Linked DNA regions of Mus musculus: region 2 is linked to region 1. The links are chromatin contacts, called in public Hi-C maps. All regions are on one chromosome and are shown on one strand. Each heading gives the region's core, a stretch centred on a gene start, on an enhancer-like site or on the middle of the called end of the contact. The rest is flanking DNA. Distances are from core to core; before and after follow the strand shown. Region 1 overlaps Ipo9 (importin 9). Region 2 overlaps Nav1 (neuron navigator 1).

Region 1 (4,886 bases), core at 1,855-4,354:
TTTGCTGGCACAGTGCTCTGGACTGGCAGTAGTTCTTTTCCTTCAGAACTTGAAATACATCACTCCAAGCCCTGCTGGCTTCTAAAGCTTCAGTTGGATGATCTGGAGTTATGCCAGTGGGCTTGCCTGTTGTGTGACTCAGTGTTTCTCTCTTGCCTCTTTCACTGTGCATTTTTTCTTCTGTGTATTTTAGTGTTGTCAGCATACCAGGGAAGAGACCCTCACCTGAGGAATTTCTTCCATGAGATTGGCCTGTGGGCAGGTCTTTGAGGCATTTTCTTAATTGCTAATTGATGTAGAAGGGCCCAGCCCACTGTGGGTAGCGCTGTCCCTAGGCTGGTGGACCTGGGCTGTATAAGAAAGGAAGCTAAGCAAACCAGGGAAGGGAGCCAGTGGGCCTTCCTCTGTGGTCCCGATTTCATTTCCTGCTTCGGCTTCCCTTGATAATTGACTATAACCTTTAAGCCAAAATAAGCAATTTCTTGCCCAAGTTGTTTTTGGTCAGTGTTTTATCACACTATCAGAAAGCAAACTAGAAAAAGGGTTTTAGTTAAATTCTAACAAAAGACGGTTCTTTTCTGGTGTTATCTTTGTGTTATCTCCTGTATCTGGGTTGATATCTCTTTTTCCTAACTTTGGAAATTTTTCTGTTATGATTCTTTTGAAAATATTTTCTAGCCAGGCAGTGATGGTGCACACCTTCAATCCCATCGGTCTGGAGGCAGAGGCAAACGGATCTCTGTTGAATTGAGGCCAGCCTGGTCTACAGGTGGAGTTCTAGGACAGCCAGGGCTATACATAGTAACTCTGTCTTGAAAATGCAACAACAAAATAAAAGGAAGTATTCTCTGTGCCTTTACAATGAGATTTTCTTATGCCTGTTCCCTGTCAGAGTGTCTTATCTATCTTGGAATTCCCTTCCATACCCTTAAATGCTTTATTTTTGTCCTTGTTGCACTGTTCCTCCATCATGTCTTCAGGGGCAGACACTCTGTCCTCTCCTTTATTAATTCTGTGCTGACTGTCCACAGAATTTATTTCACTGTGTCTTTTAATTCCAGCATTTCTGCTTGGCTTTTATTCAGTATTTCAGTTTCTTCTTAATTCTTTCATATTTCATATCTAGCCTTCCTTATTTCATTCAGGTGTTTATTTGTGTCTTGAAATGTGCTTGTTACACTGGGATCTCTCTCAGGGACTTCATCCGATTCTCACTAGAGATCATTGCTATAGTTTTAGTAATTTTGAAGGAGTTAGTTTGCTTTGATATTTCCTATTTTTTATGTTACTGCATTGGGTTTACATATCTGGTATTTTTTTCTTTGCTTGGTTTATTTTTTGTCAATTATATTTTTCAGATGACATATTTGAAATGGTCAAATGGGACTTGAATGTGTAGTTCAGAAAATAATTCCTTAGACCAGGAGTAGCTCTGAGGACCTGGTGTACAGTCTGTCTTATTCCCCGAATTCCATATTAGCTGTGAAAGCAACCACAGCTGCTTGATATCAGCACTAAGCAATTGTCAAGAACTGTTGGAGGACAAATAACCAGGTTTAAATAGTGTAGAGTAGACTCAAAATTTTTTGTTTGTAAGATAGAAATAGGGAGGATTTAGGATTTGTAAGAGGGAGGAGTTAGCATAGATCACCTTGGAGAAGAAAAACATTGAGGTTAGTAAAATGTAGCCAGAAGGGGAAAGTTGAGACCCCTTTGGGGTCTGCAGATTTTAGAGATTGTTAAAGCTGATGGGAAGTTTTCATTAAGTAGAAAGAGTAAGGGATGAGACTAAGAAGAACAGTATAGGAAGAAGAGGGGAGGTTATGGGGCTGGAGAGACAGCTCAGTGGTTAAGAGCACTGGCTGCTCTCCAGGGGACCTGGGTTTAATTCCCAGGGCTCCTAACCATCCGTAAGCCCAATCCCAGGGGTATACCTCCCTTTCCTGGTCCCTCCGCAGGCACTCGGTGCACAGACATACATGCAGACAAAAGCCCCCTCCCTCCCCTCAGAAGGAGGCTAGTGCATGCAGTTAAGCATGCATGCTGCTTTTGCAGATGACCTGAGTTGTATTCTGTGTAGCCACATCAAGCAGCTCATGGCTGCCTTTATTTAACTCTAGCTTCAGGGGATCCAGTGCCTCTGGCCTCTGAGGATCTACGCTCACACACACATTTGTAATTAAAAAATAAGATAGATATATGTATGTATATTTTAAAGACTGGTTATGGGGTAAATTGTTAGCTCAGCTGCACTTAGTTACAAATTAGTTCTCAATTCTTCTGGCTCTAGCAGGTTCTGCATGGTGTTGTGTGATAGAGGAGGAGATGGGAGCCTTTGATCTCTGAAACCTCTATGTTCCTGGGGCTCTGGCATATGAAAGGAGGGGAGGTTGAAAGTCCTTTTCTGCCGGGCATGGTGGCAGGCATGGGGGTGCATGCTTTTAATCTCAGCGCTCAAGAGAGAGGCAGATAGATCTCTACTTCGAGGCCAGCCTAGTCTACAAAGTGAGTTCCAGAATAGCCAAGGCTACACAAACAAACAAGAAAGTCCTTTCCTGATATAATTCCCTGGCTCCTGCACACTGAGTGGCATGTCGAGTTCCTACGCTCAGGTGTGTGAGGAGCAGCACTCGAGGTCTAGCCGTTGAATCTGTTTACTTGGCATCTATGCTGCATTTTACATGCCCACTCAGCATTAATAGCAGGTTACCAATTCTATGTCAAAGTCAGACCTTTCATTTGTCCTATTCTTACCCCCAGATACCCTTTTAGAGTTCCGACTGTGTACCTACTGGTGAGCTTTTAGCTCAGAAACATCAGAAAGGCCAAGGTGTTCCTTGATTGGCCTTTCACCTCCCTGCTTCTGTATGAGTGAGGTGACTGCTCTGTGGAATTGAACTTCTAAGAGCCTTTGCTTAGCTCTCCTAGTGCCAGGGTATCCAGCAAAGGGCAATTGTTTTAGCCAAGGAGAGGAAATCCTAGTTTTCCTGTACGGAGTTAGCTTCTTTCTGACAGACCTGGAGAGAAAGGATGGCTGTATAGTTACTCTGATTGGAAAGCAGAAGAGGCTTTGTACTTGACTAAGGAAATGACTATACAGTGAGGTCACTTTCTCCCAGCCAGGAGAAGGAACTGGTGAAGAAATGTGTATCCTTTGTAATGAGTCAGCAGGCATGAAGTGGACGGCAGCCAGCCTCCATTCACAAATAGCTACTCCAGTTGATTTCAACTTCACACCACAGGAACTGGAACATCCATGAGGACAGAAAAGTATTGGTGTGTGAGAAATGTGGGACCAGTTCTCTTTAGGGTTTTCCTTTTTTTATTTTGAGATGGAGGTCACTCTGTGTTGCCCAGGCTAACTTTTAACTCCTGGCTCCGGTAGTCCCACCTCACCTTCCAGAATAGCTTAGGAAAATAGGCATGTCCAGCTGTGCCCAGTGTCTTTGAGACTTTTTGGAGGAAGATACTGTTCTTGACTTCTGAGTTATTTTACTATTTATAAAAGAGAACTTGGTCTCAAGATATAAAGGGACTATATGCTAAGAATTTAAATATTTGATCTAATAGATAAATCTTTTACTTCTATCTTATAGTTTTGTAAATTTAGTTGTTAATACCCCAGACTTTTTGACTTGATAATAATGACCTCAGAAAACTTACTTTGAATTTAAACCTACAAAGTATGAACAAATTGAGACTACTCACAATGATTATAGAAAAGTTAAACTGTACAGTTAGTCACTTCAGTACTAAGACTCCTTTCTTTGTAGTGGTGGTGATGGTGGCGATGACACTGGGGATCGGACCAGACCCTTGAACGTGCTAAGCTGCACCCAAGCTCTATGCTATATTTATTCATAAATGCAGGCTATGCTTGATCCTAGGCCCAGAGGTGGTAATATGCTATCTAATGTATTTATTTGGGCTGACTTCAGTCTAAATGGAATTTGACATTTTATTAAGATATTAATTTTATTAAGACAAAGCTTGGAATTTATCTTTCAGAAGGAAGCCACATTCCTAAAGAACAGCTGGTCTCCAGTATTTGATCTGTATTTGACCTGTGGGGATTGATACAGGGTCTTTATGCATAGCATTTTCTTATTTAATTTTTTTCCATACACAAGACGATATGACCTGTCTTTCCTCACCTCTTTCAAATCTGCACATGGGTTAAACACCTTCACTCAGGAATCCTAACCCCAGAATTACACATTGATAAATGGAGTCGATGCTTAATACATTTTCAGATGGGTGGGAGGGTTGGTAGTTGGTTGGTTGGTTGATTGGTTGGTTTTTCTCGAGACTAGGCTCTCACCATGTAGCCCTGGCTGTCCTGGAACTCGATCTGTAGACCAGGCTGGCCTCGGACTCAGAGATCTGCCTGCCTCTGCCTTCCAAGTGCTGGAATTAAAAAGGCATGCACCACTATGCCCCGTTTGTTTTGTTGTTTACATTGAAGTAACTTGTCAGGAGACAGAACTGACAGAAACCAGAATGGCACTTGTGCTCAAAGCTGTCATGGCACAAGCTCAGAAGGACCCCTGTTTGCCTTACTTGTATGCAGTTGTGTTGCAGATGGCTTTAATCTGTGTGCTTTTCTTTTTAATATCTTGTATCTTCTTTTGTGTTCCTATTCTCTCTCCCCTTCTGACGAATAATGCTTCTGGCTCCTTGTCCTTCTTCAGAGTGAGTTTGCTAGACCAGTGGCCATTCCTAGGTCCGACTGGGAACTGCTACCTAGATGGCTTGCAAGCTTTCACACTTCATCTTTATGAAGTATCTTTTACTTTTTGTCTTTGCAGAGTTTACTCGAGAAGTGACAGACACACAGATGCCACTTGTTGCTCCTGTCATTCTGCCAGAGATGTATAAGATATTCA
Region 2 (4,915 bases), core at 258-2,757, 120 kb before region 1:
GGAACTCGGCACCACTGCAGAAACCCTGCTCAGTCTTGCCTTTGCTTATGGTTGAACACAGGCTATCATCCGTGACGGTGGCTGGGTATGGGTGGAAAGCCAGGTGTGCAGTTTGTGGTACCTGTTCTCTCTGTGGGCTACAGTCTCCTCCTTTTTCAAGAGGCCTTTGTTTACTGAACACCCCTTCACCCCTCCTCCTTTTCAGTCCCATCCCTCTGGGATGCTAGTACCCCGCATCCCAACACCTGGGTTCATCAGCCCTCTACCAGCCAGGTGTCCTCGAGTCTCTTCTATCACTCCTAAAGGAGGGCTGAGTGCCCAACAGGGTCTACATACTGGTACCCAGAAAATCAACCCAGTGGTATCCCCTCTTGTTCCCCCAGCCCTTACAGAAACCCCCAAGCCCCCAGCTATAGGGTACACAGCCCTCCCTCAGCCTTTTTCCCCAAGAGCAGCATTCTGGCACCAACCCCTCCGTGAGTCAGAATTTCCCATTCAGTTCCTCTGGGCTTCCCTGGGCTGTTCAGATGAGCTCATACTGTCAGCTCTAAGGGGGACAGAGGGCCCAGCTGAGTTCTGAGGGGGGAGGTGAGCAGGCAGCCAAGACTGGGAAATCGTGGAGCATGGACATAGAGGGCCTGTTTATTAAGAACCAGAAGCCTCCTCAGTTGAACTAGAGGTAGGTTCCTCTCTGTCTCCTGGTGCTAGAAAACTGAATGCAAATTTGGGACATGGGGAAAGGGAGTTTTATTAGCTCAGGGCACAGCCAGCCAGAGGAGTATCCAGACACACCTTCATGCCTTCAATGTCAGAGGACCTGTTACCTTTAGGGCATCATTGCAGTCTCTGTGGGAGCACATAACTGTTGCTGAACCTCGGCCTTGGGAGCCTTCATCCATTGGCCTTAGGGCTTCTTGTTGAGACCTTTCTCCTCCCCTTACCCCCTACAGGCCCACTCATATCCCTGACTTGAAAAAGCTGGCTCTTACCCTGGTGGTGGTGAAACTCGCCTTTAATCCCAGCACTTGGGAGGCAAAGGCAGGTGGATTTCTGAGTTCAAAACCAGCCTGGTCTACAGAGTGAGTTCCAGGACTGCCAGGGCTACATAGAGAAACCCTGTCTCGAAAAACAAAAAACAAAAAAACAAAAAACAAAAAAAAAAGGAAAGAAAGAAAGAAAGAAAAGAGTTGGCTCTTAGTCCCAGATGCCTAAGCATCTTTCTGAGGACTAGGAGGAGGCAGTCAGGGAAGTAAGGGGAAAGTGGTCTGTGTTGCTTCAGGAGCCTTGGTACAGCCCCTGCCCATCCCACAAGCCCTAAATAGGAATCCAGATAGAGATAGAGTGGAGGCTCTAACTCAGCTGTTATCCAACAGTTTAGCCCCCTATAGACAAATCTTTCCCCTATCCAAGGAAGTTTCTGGGACATCTCTCCATGCCAAGTCACTGGCCAAGATCGTGCCAAAGGAGCTGAGAATTGCTGAGCTGCTATAAGAGTCACACCCCAAATGACTCACCCCCAGAAGCAGGGCAGAGGCAGCTGCTCCAGCCTCCTGGTGTCTTCATGCCTGCCCTGAGGCCCCAGGGAAGTCGGGAAGCCTAAAGCTGACTGGTTGAGACAAGAGCCTTGGGGCCTCTGGCTCCAGCCTCCCTTTATGGAAAAGAAAGGACCAACAGGCCTCTGGGTCTTCTGTTTACTGTATACTCCGTCCGGGTCACTTCCTCTCTTAGCCTTTAGTTTACATTAGCTCCAGTCCACACTTGGATAACCCAAACACCAGTGTCCTGACTTTTACGGCTCTTTTGCTTTTTAAAGTGCTTTTTATCAATCAATCTCTCCCTGTACCTTGGAGCAATATTCCCCTAAACTAGAGAAAAGACTGGGGGGAAAAGACACACACGCTGGACCCCACAGGCTGATGTGGGCAGCTCTGCATCTATCTACACAGCATGAGGCACCAGCCTTCAGAGCCAACACAGTCTCATCCCGAAGGCCTTGGGGGTTTAAGGGTGCATCTGCCAAGGTCACCCTCCCCCTGGGACTCACAGGGTGACTTAGACTCAGTTCCTTTTTGGAAACTTGACGTTCAGGCTACATCCTCTATTTCTGCAGCTATGTTTCCCTCTGTGAGAAAAGTCTGAGGTAGGGATGGTGAGGAGAGGAAACAAAACTGACCTCCCCCCTCCCATACCCCAGAGGCAAGCCTGGGGCCAGGCTCGGGCTGCAGGTCAGAAGATCAGCTGTGAGCTAGAAACCTTTTCCTCTGAGAGCTAGAGATGGGGTTTAGTGCAAAAACCTGGATGGTTATATTGCATCCCTCGACTCCCAGCACTGGGGAGGCTGAGTTCGAGGCCAGCCTGGTCTACAGAGTGAATGCCAGGACAGCCAGGGCTGCACAGAGAACCCTGTCTCAAGAAACAACAAACAAAACAAAACAAAATCATCAACAACAAAATAGAGCCTCAAAATAGGAGAGAGGCGTTTTCTGTTCAGAGAGTAACACAGAGGGTAGGCCAGGGGCAGAGGTGAGTGGGGGGCCCTCACTTCCTTATGTGCTTGCTACTGTGTTGGAAGCCAAGTACCCAAGCCAGTTCCCCCGTGTACCCCCATGTTCTCCTGCTGCTCCTCCTGCTCCTCCTCTGTCATCATCATCACCACCACCACCATCATCATCATCTCACAGTTAGCCTCTTTTTGCTAAGTACTTACTGCATGAGGCCCTGACCTTCATCTGTGGTGAGACAGTCCCTACCACATTCAGCACAGTCATCCTGGGTCTGCCTCCTCCCTCATGAGGTGCTAGAATACGGAGGTGAGCAACCAGACTGACCGTGGCTTCCCCGACATCAGGGAACTTCCTTTGTCCCCCAGGAGATGGAGATGGTGTTGAGGTCCAACCCTAACTAGTAGCTGATGCAGAACTGCAAAGGATGCTGGGACTGTTGGGCCCACAGGGAAAGGTGGGTGTAGGCCAGTGGAGAGCACGCAGGACATCACTCATTCCCGTGGGTCAGCTGCAAGAACCCCAATGCTGATTCCCAGGACCGCTGACTCCTCCAGTTCTGCTAAGGAGAAGGAAGGCCATTTTCTCCAGCTCAATAGAAACCATTTGGGAGAGCTTTTCTTTTTTTCAAGCAACTTCATAAAAACAAACAGACAAACAAACCCAGTGGCCTGTGACTAATGTCCCCGTGAAAGAGAAGTGATCACAGATCAAAGACTCTTTTGCTTTGTGTACGCCATGTCCAGCCATTGGTTGCCTCAGTTTACCCAGCTGTGGTGGCCCACATACCTCACGCGTGTCGTTGATTCAACCCTGTCTGACTTCAGTCAGGCCCTGTGATAGAGAAGAGCCACAGAATTTGGAGCCGCGCCATTGCTAGGCTTGGTGGTGGTGCTACACTGAACCAAAACCCTGACCACCATTCTTGCCAGATTTCAGCCATACTTCCTCTCTGGCCCTGTGGGAGAAGGACCCAGGGACCCTAGCCTCAGGCCCTCTGGTATTAGCCTGCCTGTGGCTTCCTTGGCCTGGCCTAGTGGCTTTAAGGCTTGTGACCCTGAATCTTGCTGTACCTCTTTCATCTGCTTTCCTGGGTCCTCTACCTGGTGAAGGCCATGTCTGTTCCCTAGGGGGCTGAGGGTGGGGCGGGAGGTCTGCTGCTTCCTCTGATGTCCAGGCTCATGGCTGAGCACTCTTCCTGGGGCCTGCTGTAATATCCAAGGTTCCTAAAAACTTGTACCTTCCACATTCGATTTTACGTTTACGTAGATCTGGTACCTGGGGATCAGCTAGTCCTTCGCTCATTGACAGATGAGGTGATGGCTACCTTGTCTATCCACCCTGAACAAAGTGGAGAGTCGAGGTCTTCTGAGCTCTGAACCAGCAGCCTCCACTCTCTACCCCACCCCCAGCCCCAGCCCTCACTAGTTCATTCTGGTTCAGTGAGCACCTACATGTCAGGCCCAGTCAGATCTGTATGGCTACAGTCCTCCCAACTCTACATAGGGTAGGTAGGCATTATCCTGTCTCACTGATAGGAAACAGTGGGCCAGCAAGATTAATTTCTTTCTTTGAGCTATTTACCAAAAAAAATGACCAAAAAGGGTATTAAACACTAGCCACACTCACAGGATAGGCTCAGTATGGGATCCGTGCCTTGGATACTTAGTAGGATCATTGTCCCTTGACAGCCTGAGATACCCTGTAACAAAGGAACATGCACTTAGCAGGCCCCACAGTGGGGCATCCCAGTGAGTTAACAGGGCACAGGGTGGCTGGGCTGAGGTCTAAGTCTGTGCTGTCCGCTCTCTCTGCAGCTCCCTGGAGATGCCTTGTTACGACAGCGATGACGCCAACCCCCGAAGCGTGTCCAGTCTCTCCAACCGCTCCTCTCCGCTCTCTTGGCGCTACGGCCAGTCTAGTCCCCGGCTGCAGGCTGGCGACGCACCCTCTGTTGGGGGGAGCTGTCGTTCCGAGGGGCCACCGGCCTGGTACATGCATGGCGAGCGGGCACACTACTCCCACACCATGCCGATGCGGAGCCCCAGCAAACTCAGCCACATCTCTCGCCTGGAGTTGGTGGAGTCCCTGGACTCTGACGAGGTGGACCTCAAATCCGGCTACATGAGTGACAGTGACCTCATGGGCAAGACCATGACAGAAGACGATGACATCACAACGGGGTAAGCACAAGAGGCCGGCTGGTGCAGGAGGTGTGGGAGAACAGGGCGGTGGCAGGGGATAGAGTTACTGTGCTATGATAAAAGACATCTTCAGAGTGCTGCTGTGCCTAAGGTGACTGCTTCTGCAACCAGCTGCAGCTTATTCTAGATGTGTATGGTAGGTGGGGCTGGAAACGGAAGAGCTGATTGGTCCATTAAGCTAAGCCCTTCTCCCTGAGCCTGTCCTCCAGA

The links. A called contact is a pair of places that touch in the nucleus more often than the background predicts.
Region 2: a contact with region 1 is called in a Hi-C map of the C2C12 cell line, with 3 times the contacts expected there. The contact joins two enhancer-like sites. A contact is called at or near these places in 2 of 15 datasets of contacts at CTCF or cohesin (the NIH/3T3 cell line and pro-B cells), 31 of 484 Hi-C or Micro-C datasets (3T3-L1-derived adipocytes, 8-cell embryo, the BV-2 cell line and 18 more), 2 of 115 datasets of contacts at active chromatin or transcription factors (the HPC-7 cell line and embryonic stem cells) and 4 of 9 other capture datasets (adipose tissue, embryonic stem cells, liver and 1 more).

What each region holds. Positions count from the first base shown.
Region 1 is chr1:135,409,404-135,414,289 of GRCm38.p6, reverse strand. Ipo9 (importin 9) reads left to right here. Exons shown (of 24, transcript NM_153774.1): 5 at 4,809-4,886. Among named protein-coding and RNA genes, the nearest start is that of Ipo9, 19 kb to the left of the region's middle. Within about 2 kb of position 3,104, at least 79 of the 459 cell types and tissues checked have an H3K27ac peak or open chromatin away from gene starts, as enhancers often do. A contact at or near this core is called in the BV-2 cell line, the C2C12 cell line, the HL-1 cell line and 3 more, where this site is marked.
Region 2 is chr1:135,532,118-135,537,032 of GRCm38.p6, reverse strand. It overlaps Nav1 (neuron navigator 1), which reads left to right. Exons shown (of 30, transcript NM_173437.2): 3 at 4,319-4,684. Gm32940 (a long non-coding RNA gene) reads right to left here. Exons shown (of 4, transcript XR_003948736.1): 4 at 4,060-4,915. Among named protein-coding and RNA genes, the nearest start is that of Gm32940, 23 kb to the right of the region's middle. Within about 2 kb of position 1,507, at least 125 of the 459 cell types and tissues checked have an H3K27ac peak or open chromatin away from gene starts, as enhancers often do. A contact at or near this core is called in the BV-2 cell line, the C2C12 cell line, the HL-1 cell line and 3 more, where this site is marked.